2 separate regions of the Ovis aries genome follow, and region 1 is linked to region 2. Evidence: chromatin contacts called from public Hi-C data. All regions are on one chromosome and are shown on one strand. Each heading gives the region's core, a stretch centred on a gene start, on an enhancer-like site or on the middle of the called end of the contact. The rest is flanking DNA. Distances are from core to core; before and after follow the strand shown.

Region 1 (6,396 bases), core at 3,873-6,372, 41 kb before region 2:
GCTAATCTGTGGCCGGAAGGATATTTCACTCATACATTATTCAATAGATCACCTTCTAGGTTAGAGAAGTTAAGTGAACTTACCACTTCTTATCGCTTTTCCTGAGCTATGGTGAGGCAAAGTCCCCAAAAAGCTCCGTTCAAGCTCCATTCTTTCCAAGCTGTGGGGTGGCAGGCAGTGAAAAGGTGGATGGAGACTCTCCCGGAATGCGAGAATGCGTGGCGGCTGGCTGACAAGCATGAGCTGCATTAAGAGTGCTGTCATCGATCTGCTGCCCTGGTGAGCTGCCATCCCTTGGCAGTTTATTTTAAACACAGTTTTCTTCATAAGCTAAGCTCCTAAATTAATGGCTAAACTTAACTGACCATCTTTCCATCTTGAGTCATTTGGGTTCAGCACAGGCATTTTTCTCAAATGAGGCTGTTTCTTTTCCAGTGTTCTTAAATTAGACTCATCCTCACCATAAGTCTGTTCCCACCACCACTCACCTGGAAAGACAATTCAGCAGTTAACATGATTGTTTTGCTCAGTTGTTGGAAATCCTTCTCAGCGAAAGAGGAAAAGATGACTCGCAGTAAAAAGCTAACAAGCAGATTACTTTGCATAAGGAATCCTTATACGGCACATTATTTACTGTGTTGTAACTGCGCATTTCTACGCCAGTCTTTTCATCTTTGTGCTGGTTAGAGCTGCCAGAAATCAGAAAGTTATAAAACTATGTGGAGTCACTGAATTTATCCAAGATTTGCCTATGTAGGTGTATATCTGAAAGCTTCTGAGGTTTAAGATAATTCTCACATTAACATACAACATCTATGTGTAGTAAAACACAGTAATAAAAATTGATTTAGGTGTAAGTGTGTGCTCAGTCATGTCCGACTGTTTGCGACCATATAGATGGTAGCCTGCCAGGCTCCTCTCCATGGAATTTTCCAGGCAAGAATTCTGGATTGGGTTGCAATTTCCTCCTCCAGGGGATCTTCCTGACCCAGGGATCAAACCCCTGTCTCCTGTGTCTCCTACACTGGCAGGCAGATTCTTAACCACTGCACCACTTGGGAATACGATTTAGGTATGGTAACTGACATAAAGCTCATCTAACAGAATCTGGCATCTGTCAGAGGCTTTTTAATCAGAGGAGACTCCTGTGGGTTGTCCAACAGGACCTACTTACCTCCTAAAATCATCTAGAACAACACTCTTCCTCTAGCCTTGCTCTAGTCACCCTTTCATCACGGTCACACTTCTTCCAACCAACGACACTTTGCACGTTACCAAACCAAGCTTGGGTCTGCTCACCGTGTGCAGTAAAGCTCATCTACTGATACAAGGTTGTGGTGACGAACGTGCAGCATTTATTGCAGGATACCAAGCAAGAAGTCCACATAACTAGTGCCCAGAAGGTTTGAACTCCCCAGTGGCTTTCAGGGAATGGTTTTAAAAATGGTGATGGGGTTGTGGGGTGTACGACCAACTTGCAGACATTCTGATCAGTTGGGAGGGAGGTAATCTGGAGTCAACATCATCAACCTTCTGGTTCCAACCTGTCTGGGGTCTGTGATGTGCTGATGGTCACCATGCAGTTAACTTCTTCCACCTGACAGGGATTTCAGTATCTGTAAAGCAGCCCAGAGGATGGCTCAGAATATTACCTATAACCCTTGATGCTGCTGCTGCTAAGTCGCTTCAGTCGTGTCCAACTCTGTGCGAACCCATAGACAGCAGCCCACCAGGCTCTGCCGTCCCTGGGATTCTCCAGGCAAGAGCACTGGAGTGGGTTGCCATTGCCTTCTCCAATGCATGAAAGTGAAAAGTGAAAGTGAAGTCGCTCAGTCTTGTCCGACCCTCAGCGACCCCATGGACTACAGCCTTCCAGGCTCCTCCGTCCATGGGATTTTCCAGGCAAGAGTACTGGAGTGAGTTGCCATATAACCCTTGAGGAGGAACTAAATTATTTTGGCTTTATTTAATGGATAAACTATTGTTTTGTCTTGCTTGACTGTTTTCCCTTTTTTGTACATTCTCTCACTTCTTAGATTAAACTTACTCCTTGGAACCTGGGGAAGGCCTGGGAGGCTAAAGTTTTCCTACAGACAGGAGGCAGGTGGGGGACATGGGAGGGGCTGGGATCTGTTCCCAGAAGGCCCCACGGGGTCCTGCTCGGTTACACATGCTGTTCCCTCTGTTTAGAATGCTTGTCCCTCCTTTTCTCTTGATTAAGTTCAGTCATTACTGTCTCTGAAAAGCATTCCTCAGTCAGTCAGTTCAGTCGCTCAGTCGTGTCCAACTCTTTGCGACCTCATGAATCACAGCACGCCAGGCCTCCCTGTCTATCACCAACTCCTGGAGTTTACTCAGACTCACGTCCATCGAGTCAGTGATGCCATCCAGCCATCTCATCCTCTGTTGTCCCCTTCTCCTCCTGCTCCCAATCCCTCCCAGCATCAGAGTCTTTTCCAATGAGTCAACTCTTCGCATGAGGTGGCCAAAGTACTGGAGTTTCAGCTTTAGCATCATTCCTTCCAAAGAACACCTAGGACTGATCTCCTTTAGAATGGACTGGGTGGATCTCCTTGCAGGCAAGGGACTCTCAAGAGTCTTCTCCAACACCATAGTTCAAAAGCATCAATTCTTCGGTGCTCGGAAAAGCATTCCTAGACTAGGTCATGTCCTCTAAGCACTGCTCCAGCACTTGAGACTGTTGACAGTTTATATTTGTTTATGTGATTATCTGATTAATGTCCGCTTCCTCTGCCAGACAGACTGTACAAAGCTCTGTGAGGACAGGGACTAAGTCAGATTTTTGTTGTTGTTCTCATTACCATTATATCCCAAGCCTTTATCACTGTTTCTGGAACACAGTAAGCATATCATAAATATTTAAATGATGAATGAATATGTCTTGGAATCTCTTGCTAGCTCTGCTTCATTTTCCTCATTAGTAAGAAAATGCCTCTTCCATTCCCCCAAATTCTAGAATATTTATGGTTCCTGTTTTTTTTGAGGGGGGCGGTTTAAAAAAAACACTATTTATTTATTTGGCTGTGCTGGGTCTTAGTTGCAGCATGTGGGATCTTCAGTTTCAACATACGAGATTTAGTTCCCCAAACAGGGATCCAACCCGGGCCCCCGCATTGGGAGCTTGGAGTCTTGGCCACTGGACCACCAGGGAAGTCTCTGGTTCCCGTCTTGAGCCTACAAGATTGACTGTCATGTGCCCGCCGTGTCCAGTGGTGTCTTAACAGGTGGTCCCGTGTTCAGTCGCCTCCCTTCCAGTCTATCGGCGAGGCTGCAGCAGAACTGTTCACAGCACTGGACTGATCAGCGCACCCCTCTGCTTAACCATTTTCAGTGACCCCCATACCTCCTCTGGGAGGAAACTCGTCTCCTGAGAAGATGCCCTCCGTATGCTCCTGCCTCACCTCCTGTCCTCTCCCTGAGATCTCAGGCTCCACTCAACACAGCAGGTTGCAACCACACACCATTCTTTCTTTCAAGTCCCTTTGTCTTCACACGAAATTCTTTCAGCCCGACCAACTGTCCTCTTCTTTTGTGCTTAAGTCTCATCCATCATCCATGCCCAGCTCAAAGGTTACGTGAATGTGGCACCTGCCTTGACCAAACCTGCATTCTCCACGCTGTTTGTCCTCTCCTGCCTGTTTGCCTGCAGAACGCTTTGTACAAGCCGCTATAACACCACTTGTCTCAGAGAGCTGTCTTTGCAGAGAGTCATTTCACTTAAGAGCCTGGGCCTCATAGTCAGACTGACTGGACGCTGAAACCAAATTTTGCAACCTAGCTGTGTAGCCTTGGAAAGTATTCTGAGTTTTAGTTTCCTAGTTTTGGAAATGGGAAACATATAACACCTAACTCACTGGGCAGTTAGAATTACATATTTAATGGGGGTAATGTGTTTAAGCCACTTAGCCCAGTATTTGACCTGGTAACACCCAATAAGGATTGTGAATGTATGCAATGAAAAGGCCCAGGCCCACATTTTGCCCCTCTTTCTATCCCACTGACTGGCCACAGTGGGTGCTCAGTGAATGCTTCTTAAACTGTCTAAATGGGAGAGTATCCATGATGTACTCTCCTCTTCAGGAAAGCCAGAGGCTTTTTCATTTTAGGAGTTTTACTGAAGGGTCAAAAATTCTGATGACATACTCAAATCACATTGATCTTACCCTTTGCTGAACTACTCCTGAACTTACACAGGCAACCCAGTTTGAGATCACACTTTCAGTATTAGTGCTTTTGCTAAATCCTCTCTTCATACACGGAGTCCTTAAGCCCGCACATCAACTGCAGCCTTTCCACACTCCTATGCAGAACAGATTAAACCCTTCTTTCTCATACGGAAAATCCTCTCTGTGACTCATAACCTAATTGACTTTTCTAAGATGACAGTGCGTGGTCAAGCCGATTCGACCCCTAGCCGTGTGCTCTGGCCACAGCAGGGCACTGTCTCCGGGCAAGTCTTAAGTTCCTTGACTGAAAGGTTATCTCCTGCCCCCTCCGCATCGTTGCCTGTACGCAGAGTCTGAGTGAGCAAGCCTGACCAGTGCACTTCCTTTTCCGTCCACGTAATTAACTTCCACCGGAGGGGCAGAGGGAAAAAAGTAGGTTCACAATCAATACTTGAGATTGCTGGGAGTCACACTGGGCTCTAAAAACCTTTCACCTTGGGGAGGCACCTTTGAACCCTCTGCACATCAGTTTCCTACTGCGGTTTCCCTTCGGCGTTCCCCGAGGACTCCTTCTAGGGTTTTCGACAAGGACAGACGAACCAACTGAAGGTTGAGAAGCATCTTGCCCCCCAACCCCGCCAACTTCTATTAACCCCGCGCGGGCCATCCTACTGGCTGGTCCAGGGGAGGCTCTGGGTACCTGCCCCACCGCGACCCCATCCCGCCCACCGGAACGCGGCCGCGGCCCGCGCCCTCCGCCAGGACGCACACGCCTCCGCCCTCCTGCCTGGAGCCGCCCGGTGGGACGCAGCTCCGGGCGGTGGCCGCAGCGGCCGACAGTTGGCCGAGTGGGGGCCGCGGGCGAGGGTCCCGCGCGCGGGGCGGGGCCGCCGGGCCGGGTCCCCCGCCTCCCGGGGGCGCGCGAGCGCCGGGCGGGGCCGCCGTCCCTTCCGGGGAAGCGGTGGCCGCCGCGTCCGCCGGGCGGCTTCCCGCCCCCGCGGCTCCGGGTGACGCTGCTCCAATAACAGCGCGCGGGGAGCCGCAGCCGCGGGGCTCCCCCCCCCCCACCGCGCCAGCCCGGCCACCGGGATGAGGGCCGAGGGCGACGGCGGGCTGGAGCGCTTCTGCAGCCCGGGCAAGGGCCGGGGTCTGCGGGCCCTGCAGCCCTTCCAGGTGGGGGACCTGCTCTTCTCCTGCCCGGCCTACGCCTACGTGCTCACGGTCAGCGAGCGCGGCAACCACTGCGAGTTCTGCTTCGCCAGGTAGGGCGGCGCCGGCGGGCGCGCAGGGGCTCGGGGGGGCGGGGGGGGGGGCGCCGCGCGCGCGGGCGGGCGGGAGTGCGCGCGCCTCGCGGGGTCCTAGCGCCCGCGGCTCCAGGGCGGGGGTGGGGAGCGGGAGGGGACCTGGAACCCGGGACTGGCCGGGCCACGTGCACTCAGCAAGACCTGCCAAGTTCCCGCCGCACGCCCTGCACCACGGCACGTTTCCCTGCTGGCCCCGGCGGGCTGTGCGAACCCGCCAGGGCAGGGTCGTGCCTGCAACACGTGGGCTCGGAGCCAGACTTGCTCCCCAGCCCTGGCCACTCGGCGCTTTGCCGGCGGGGCCCCAGGTTTCGCGCAGCGGCCACAGCACAAGTCACCTTTCACTTGTGCTTCCTGCGATGAGATCTGTGCCCTCCTACTTCCCCCCAGCCCCGCGCTGCCGCAGGCTTGCCGTGTTACCGCCGAGGAACTTAATGACACTTCGTATTTCTTGTGAAGTACGTGGCCCCTCGTCTTTCTTGTCACCCTCTGCGCTTGGTGTTTGGGGAGAAGCCAGGAGGGCACCGATCCGGGGTTCAGAGGGACTGCAACGGGGGGACGGGATCTAGCCCTGGTTTGGGGTTGGGAAAACCTGGTTGCTTGGGGGATTAGGCAAAACGTCTGGTTAGAATTGGTATTTAAATGGAGCAAATCATGTATGTGTGTATATGTGTATATATTCACATACACCAACGCATAATTATATCTTCAAGCCTTATGACAATTTCAGACCTAAAGGCACCCTTAGAAAGCGTGAATGCAACACTTTCAGTTTTAAGGGGGAGAGAACTACTGCCCAGAGAAGAAGTATGTATATTCACGCTTATAGTTAAGAAAATGAAATCTGATGTTCTCAGTTCTGCCCATTGCCTACCTAGCCAAGTCTTCAATAAAAGGACTGAGGCAGG
Region 2 (6,387 bases), core at 1,338-3,837:
CATTACTTAATCATTGACCTCCCTGGGCCTCAATTTCCCCATCTGTAAAATGGGATAGTATTGTAGATTTGAGGGAGGGTCAATGTGCAGCACCCAGCCCAGTGGGTAGTCTGGACTAAGCGCTCAGCAAAGTAGTGTTTCACAAAGCTCATCCCTTGGCCTGAAACACAGCCGTGCTGTGTGTCTGATGGGGAAGAGCCTGACTGCAGCTCACGGGGTGGAATTGTTCAGCATGCATGCTTCACAGACAGCCTCTTAGCAGCACGGGAAGAGGTGGGCTCTCAACCTTTGCTGCTGGCTTTGGTCGAGTCACTGCCCTTCTCTGACCTTAGTTTCATCATCTGAGAAGTAAAGGGACAGAGTTCCCTTCCAGCTGTGAAGTTGTAGGTACAAATGAAAAACCCTCACTGAGCTGTCTCCCAGTGGCCTGGGTGTTCCTGGAGGGTGCAGATTTGGCCTGGTCTTCCTTCTCTGCAGAGCGCCCAGCATATAAGGTTTCCTCGGTGAATGTGCAAAGAGTGAGTTTATGGAACAGCCTAAAGTTGGAGATGTATAGTCTTCATCTTCAGCCCACCAGCTCTAAGCTTGACTTCTGGGATGCTGAGAGCTGCCCTTGGTGATTTTCAGGGTAATACTTCCTGCCACAGATGAGTAGGTGGCCAGTGGTTGATGTGTCTGAGGCAGGAAGGGACATTCGCAGCGCCCTAGCTTCAGGGTCTTGGTCTCCCTGCCTCTCAAGGGGATGGACAGCAGTTAGATTAGCTGTGTAAAGCCTGTCAGATGTACCACCTCACCTTATGAGCGAGGTACCAGATCAAGTGGCTTCTTTTTTTAGCAGAAGAAGACTGAGCACAGAAGGGACACAGTGACGGGCTTGAGATCCCACTCCAGACCTGGGGCAGAACTGGGGTTAGAGTGACATGTCCGGGCTCCCATGCAGCTCTGCAGACTTGAGTCCTTGGAGCCTTAGTGGTGCTTTGTGACCTTCCGCCACCACGGGCAGGTGGGCTGGACTAGATGCTTCAGACTTGACAGTTCAGCTTGTATCTGTTTACACGTGAGACCGCTCGGTAAGTAGTGTCTGAACGTAGGATACCTTGTTCAAAAGAGGTGTTCCGATCACTAAACCAAACGTCTTCCCAGCTAAAGAGGTGATTTCTATCCAGAAAGAAGCTTTAGCTCATTTTTCCCCCTTTCTCTCTCTCCCCTTTCTCACCGCAGGTTAACTGTAATGGCTTCACAATCGAAGATGAAGAACTTTCTCATTTGGGATCAGCAATATTTCCTGAGTAGGCTGAGTGTGACTTCATCTCTTTCCTTATTACTTATTTAACACTGATTTTTTTTTTAAAATTTCCAATAACCTCCCTAGCTGCATGTGGCAGACATGAAACTCTGAGTGAATTAAATCCCCTTTTTAATTCTGCCAGATTTCAAAATATTTCCCCTGCATTTAAGGATCTGAAGGTAGTAGTTAAGAGAACAGTTGCTTGTTAAGTCCTGCTAGGTAGAGAGCTGTTATTAAAGAATATTTCAGAGTGCGCATAGAAGAAACAACCCAGGTCCTGCTGAGAAATTTGCTTTTTTGCATAGCTGTGGTTCTGGAAATCTTTGGGTTTCTTTCACTCAAAGGAAAACATTAATTGCTGGGAATTGACTGTAGACGTACGTAGGGACTATATAAGCTCCTTCCCTATCTGTCCTTTTTTGAAATATACCAGTATAGAAACAGCACATTTTGGAGGGACAGTATGCTAAAGTAGTGAACTAGGGATAAATTTCACAGACCTATAGGATTTTTCTTAACCTCAGGAATATACAAGTAATTCAAGAAAGGCCAGTCAGTTGACCAGTGGAAATCGTTACAGCTCTGACTTTAACGTTACAGCTCTGCCAAGCATGGCTTTGCCGTTATCTGTTTAAAGGACAGGATAGTCTCCTGATACATCAGTCCCAAACATCAAGCCCTGGCTTCACAGATGGAACAAAGGAGAGCTTCCAGCACCCCCTATCTGAGTCCATCCACACTGGAGATTAGTTTGGTCTAGAGTGATGTTGCTTAATATAAACTACAGGCACCTCTGCCTCTAGGTTGGAGCAGTTGCAGGAAACCCTTAACACCCACGCATTGGCCATGGATGGCACCTGAAGCCTACACATCTGTCATACCCAGCTCCATGCATCATATGGGTCCAAAAGAGAAAACTCTGTTAGGGGCATGTCTCTTGAGAAGCTACACAGGCTTTCTCGAACCAGAGAAACGAACAGTGTATTCCCGTCATATTACTGTTTCTATGGCCAAAATTGTCTGCATTTAGATTTCCGACAGGGAGGGAAGAAATGGTTTCAGGAGAGGTTCTTTAGGACTTTTGCCCTTGAGAAGAGGAAGGAGAACAGAGAAAGGTGACTAGACCTCTTTAGACGGCTTGCGTTGACTACTTCAGCCCTGAAACGAGCCCTAGAATGTCTCGTCTTGTATCTGAAAGAGTGAAAACCAGGCTCAGCATGGTGGTGTTTGAGGCTTCACCCCAGCGGCTGCCACGAGAACACGGCACCCAGAACATGAGTTAGGTCAGGTCTTCTGCCTTCAGGCAGCTCCCCTGCCTTCATGAGAAAGATAGCCAGCGGTCTATTTTGAGCTTGGTTACTTAATACTTCTTCCCTGGTGGCTCAGAGGTAAAGAATCCACCTGCCAATGCAGGAGTTTGATCCCTGGGTCAGAAAGATCCCCTGGAAAAGGAAAGGGCAACCCACTCCAGTACTCTTGCCTGGGAAATCCCATGGGCAGAGGAGCCTGGTAGGCTGCAGTCCATGGGGTCGCAAAGAGTCAGACATGGCTGAGCGACTAAACACCAACGACAAAGTGTTGAGAACAGTGTCTGGGGCATTTGTTTATTTCCTAGGGCCTGATTCCCTGTGCATGACTTGCCAGGGAGTCAGGTGGGCCAGGAAGGAGGGTGGAGATGACCTTTCCCGCAGACAAGACAGGAAACCGCTGCGCGTCCGGCCCCAGGCCAGCCCCACCCTTCATCGAAACTTCTAGCAGTGGCTTCCCCAGACACAGCAACCTGGGGTGGTTCTTCTGCACCGTTTCCAACCTCTCGCTTTTTTAGATCTTCACGGAGCAAACAGGAGAATGGGTTCTGGTCGTGGAGGGTCCAGGCAGGTGACCCCAGCCACCAGAGCCGCTGTACACATGGATCTGAGTGCCCCTCTGAGTCCCAGATTCCAGTTTTAATTGGGGGGGAAAAATTCCTTTTGCTGAGAATCATATCAACATTGTGATTTCAAAGGCAGCGTTTTCAGAGATCAAGCACTCTTCCCCTGTAGTTTAGAAATTTCTGTTCTCAGAACTTTGACCTTGATGTAACCAGAAAGCTCAAAGCCCTCGCGTAGGCGACTGTCTGTCCCCACTGTCCCTTGTAAAGCGACCCGCGATCAGCAGGAGCGACTGATGGCCCAATTTTCCGGATGAGGAGATGGAGGTTGCAGAGAGTCAGACGGGCCCCTCCGGGTCTCTCGGGGGATCCCACACCCTCACTCAGGAAGCCAGCGTCTCCCCCAGTGGTGATTTCTCAACATCTGAAGACAGCATGTTAGAAGTCATCCTCTGATATAAAACCTGCTTGGCAACGACAGCCTGTTTGTCTTACACAGTCTCCGGTGGAGGAGCAGTTTACTGTGGGTGTTGAGTTTTGAGTCCTACATCTAACAGGAAGGCATTTGTTGTTTTCACTCTTTATTATGTGTTTTTATTTTTTCTTTGTTTTTGGCTTAGCTATCACTGTTTTGCATTGCAGATTTCACTTTTCACTATTGTTCCAATTTAAGATGTTAGATCTTGTTATAAATGCATGCAGAATAGCCCCTTAGACCAGCTCTTAGTTTTTTGTTTTTTTTTTTTAATGTCCTGCAAAAACACAGTTTCCATAACTTAGCAAGTAAGTGGCCACGGAGTTACCTGAGCAGTCCATCTGCCTCCTGAGAATGTTGGGTTTTCTCTTTTGATTGACAGTGTTGCACTGATGAATCATAGTTGTTGCCCCAATGTCATTGTGACCTACAAGGGGACCCTGGCTGAAGTCAGAGCTGTGCAGGAAATCCACCCGGGAGAGGAGGTGAGTGTGTGGCTGAGGGTGGCTGTGGCGGTGGGTACCATCCTCGGGTCCTCCGGGTTCAAGATCAGACCTGTGGCGTGGAGTCCACACTTTTCGCTCCCGTTGGGTGCTCAGTGTGTCCACCTGTGAAAGTGTTAGTTGCTCAGTTGTGTCTGACTCTTTGTGATTCCATGGACTGTAGCCCACCAGCCTCCTCTGTCCATGGCATTCTCTGCCAAGAATACTGGAGTCGGTTGCCATGCCCTTCTCCGAGAGATCTTCCCCACCCAGGGACTGAACCTAGATGTCTCTTACATCTCCTGCATTGGCAGGTGGGTTCTTTACCACTAGCGCCACCTGGGAAGCTGTGGCCAAAGGCGGGGTGGGGCGGGGGGGGGGGGGGAACAAGGAAGATTAAATTCGAATAAAGTTCCTCACAAAGATTTACAGAGATTTATAGAGAAACGAGACTGCCAAAATAACCATAATGAAATCTTAGAGGCTCTGAGTTCCCACTTCCAAATAATGGAGTTTACTTTTGATTCGTGAATTTCAGCCTGTTTTTCTTCCCCCCAAAGAGCAAAGCAACCCAGCAGTAGCTAATGAGTTACAGCCCCAGATGACACATGGTGCGTTCACATCACATCCCCTGCACCTCTGCCCTTGGGACAGTTCCCTTCCTGGGGATGGAATTCAGATGGGGTGGGGAGAGGCAGTCTGCGGTCAGGGCCACCACGAGCTGCCCTCCCCAGCCTCGGGGTAGGGGGCGAGCCTGCTCAGCGATTCCCTTCTGTCCTGTGCCATGTGGTTCCACAACCACCGCGTCAGGTGTCTCCCCTTGAGAATGCTGACCAGCCCTTACCAGGTGTATGCTGCTGCTGTTAAGTCACTTCAGTCGTGTCCGACTCTGTGCGACCTCATAGGCGGCAGCCCACCAGGCTCCCCCATCCCTGGGATTCTCCAGGCAAGAACACCGGAGTGGGTTGCCATTTCCTTCGCCAGTGCATGAAAGTGAAAAGTGAAAGTGAAGTCGCTCAGTTGTGTCCGACTCTTAGCGACCCCATGGACTGCAGCCCACCAGGCTCCTCTGTCCATGGGATTTTTCAAGCAAGAGTACTGGAGTGGGGTGCCATTGCCTTCTCCGACCAGATGTATACAATACGTTCTTAAATCCTGATGTCTATAACAAGACACTTGAATATTTAGGCAATGTAATCACTTTAAATACATTTCATTTAAAATAATTTGGGTTGGGAAGATCCCCTGGAGAAGGCAATGGCTACCCAATCCAGTATTCTTGCCTGGAGAATTCCATGGACCAAGGAGCCTGACTGGGCTACAGTCCATGGGGCCACAAAGAGATGGACGTGACTGAGTGACTAACACTACTGCTATTTTTTAAAGTTACATGTCTGGATATTTAGAATCTTTTCAATATGATTAGTGTGGCAAAATGATCAAAGCCTCCATTTCTCTGGGTGGTGGTCAATAAGCCACAGCTGAACTGGACCGCAGGTCCCATGTACAGATCAGACTTGCCGTCCTGTAGGAAATGCGTCCTGCAGGGGGCACCCTGTTGAGGACCTGGGTGTCTCAGTTTATGAATGTCTTGTGGAGGCTGCCCCAGAACCTCTTGTTAAAACAGCCGATGCCCGTCAGCCAGAACCTAAGTCCCCAGGCCCCTGCTCCTGGACTGCCTGGAGCACGTTGTCACCTGTCCTGGCTGTGTCTGGACCACGAGCTGTGATGCTGAGCGGCCTCTGTCGCCCTCTTCTGGGCCCTTCTGTCTGTTGCACCCCGTGCCCATCAGTCATTTTGAAGCGCTGAGGTGGGCTCTGGCCACCGGGCAGGACAGGCCTCCTTCCTGTGATTTTGCATGGCACCCCACTCTAGTACTCTTGCCTGGAAAATCCCATGGATGGAGAAGCCTGGAAGGCTGCAGTCTATGGGGTGGCTGAGGGTCGGACAATACTGAGTGACTTCTCTTTCACTTTTCACTTTCATGCATTGGAGAAGGAAATGGCAACCCACTCCAGTGTTCTTGCCTGGAGAATCCTGGGGACGGGGGAGCCTGGTGGACTGCCATCTATGAGGTCGCACAGAGTCGGACACGACTGAAGTGACTTAGCAGCAGCAGCGGCAGCTGTCACCCATCAGAAATTCACCCTCCGCATTTGTGGGGGGAGTTGCTGCTTTGGGGGTGACCTGCCCTTCAAAGGGGAGGAAGCCATTTGCTGGGGTGTCCGATGAGCCAGGGGTCTCCGTTTCTGCCCTCCGGGCTGGGGGGAGC

The links. Hi-C and Micro-C count contacts between places; a contact is called where the count stands out from the background.
Region 1: a contact with region 2 is called in a Hi-C map of muscle, with 4 times the contacts expected there. The contact joins the promoter of SMYD2 here to the enhancer-like site in region 2. A contact is called at or near these places in 4 of 16 Hi-C or Micro-C datasets (hypothalamus, mesenteric adipose tissue, muscle and 1 more).

Annotation. Positions count from the first base shown.
Region 1 is chr12:68,754,059-68,760,454 of ARS-UI_Ramb_v3.0, reverse strand. SMYD2 (SET and MYND domain containing 2) reads left to right here and starts at 5,122. Exons shown (of 12, transcript XM_015099365.3): 1 at 5,122-5,449. The coding sequence starts at 5,277. LOC132657476 (a long non-coding RNA gene) reads right to left here and starts at 187. Exons shown (of 3, transcript XR_009595749.1): 1 at 84-187.
Region 2 is chr12:68,710,126-68,716,512 of ARS-UI_Ramb_v3.0, reverse strand. SMYD2 (SET and MYND domain containing 2) reads left to right here. Exons shown (of 12, transcript XM_015099365.3): 6 at 1,222-1,289; 7 at 4,016-4,118. Among named protein-coding and RNA genes, the nearest start is that of SMYD2, 42 kb to the left of the region's middle. Within about 2 kb of position 2,587, at least 2 of the 54 cell types and tissues checked have an H3K27ac peak or open chromatin away from gene starts, as enhancers often do. A contact at or near this core is called in muscle, where this site is marked.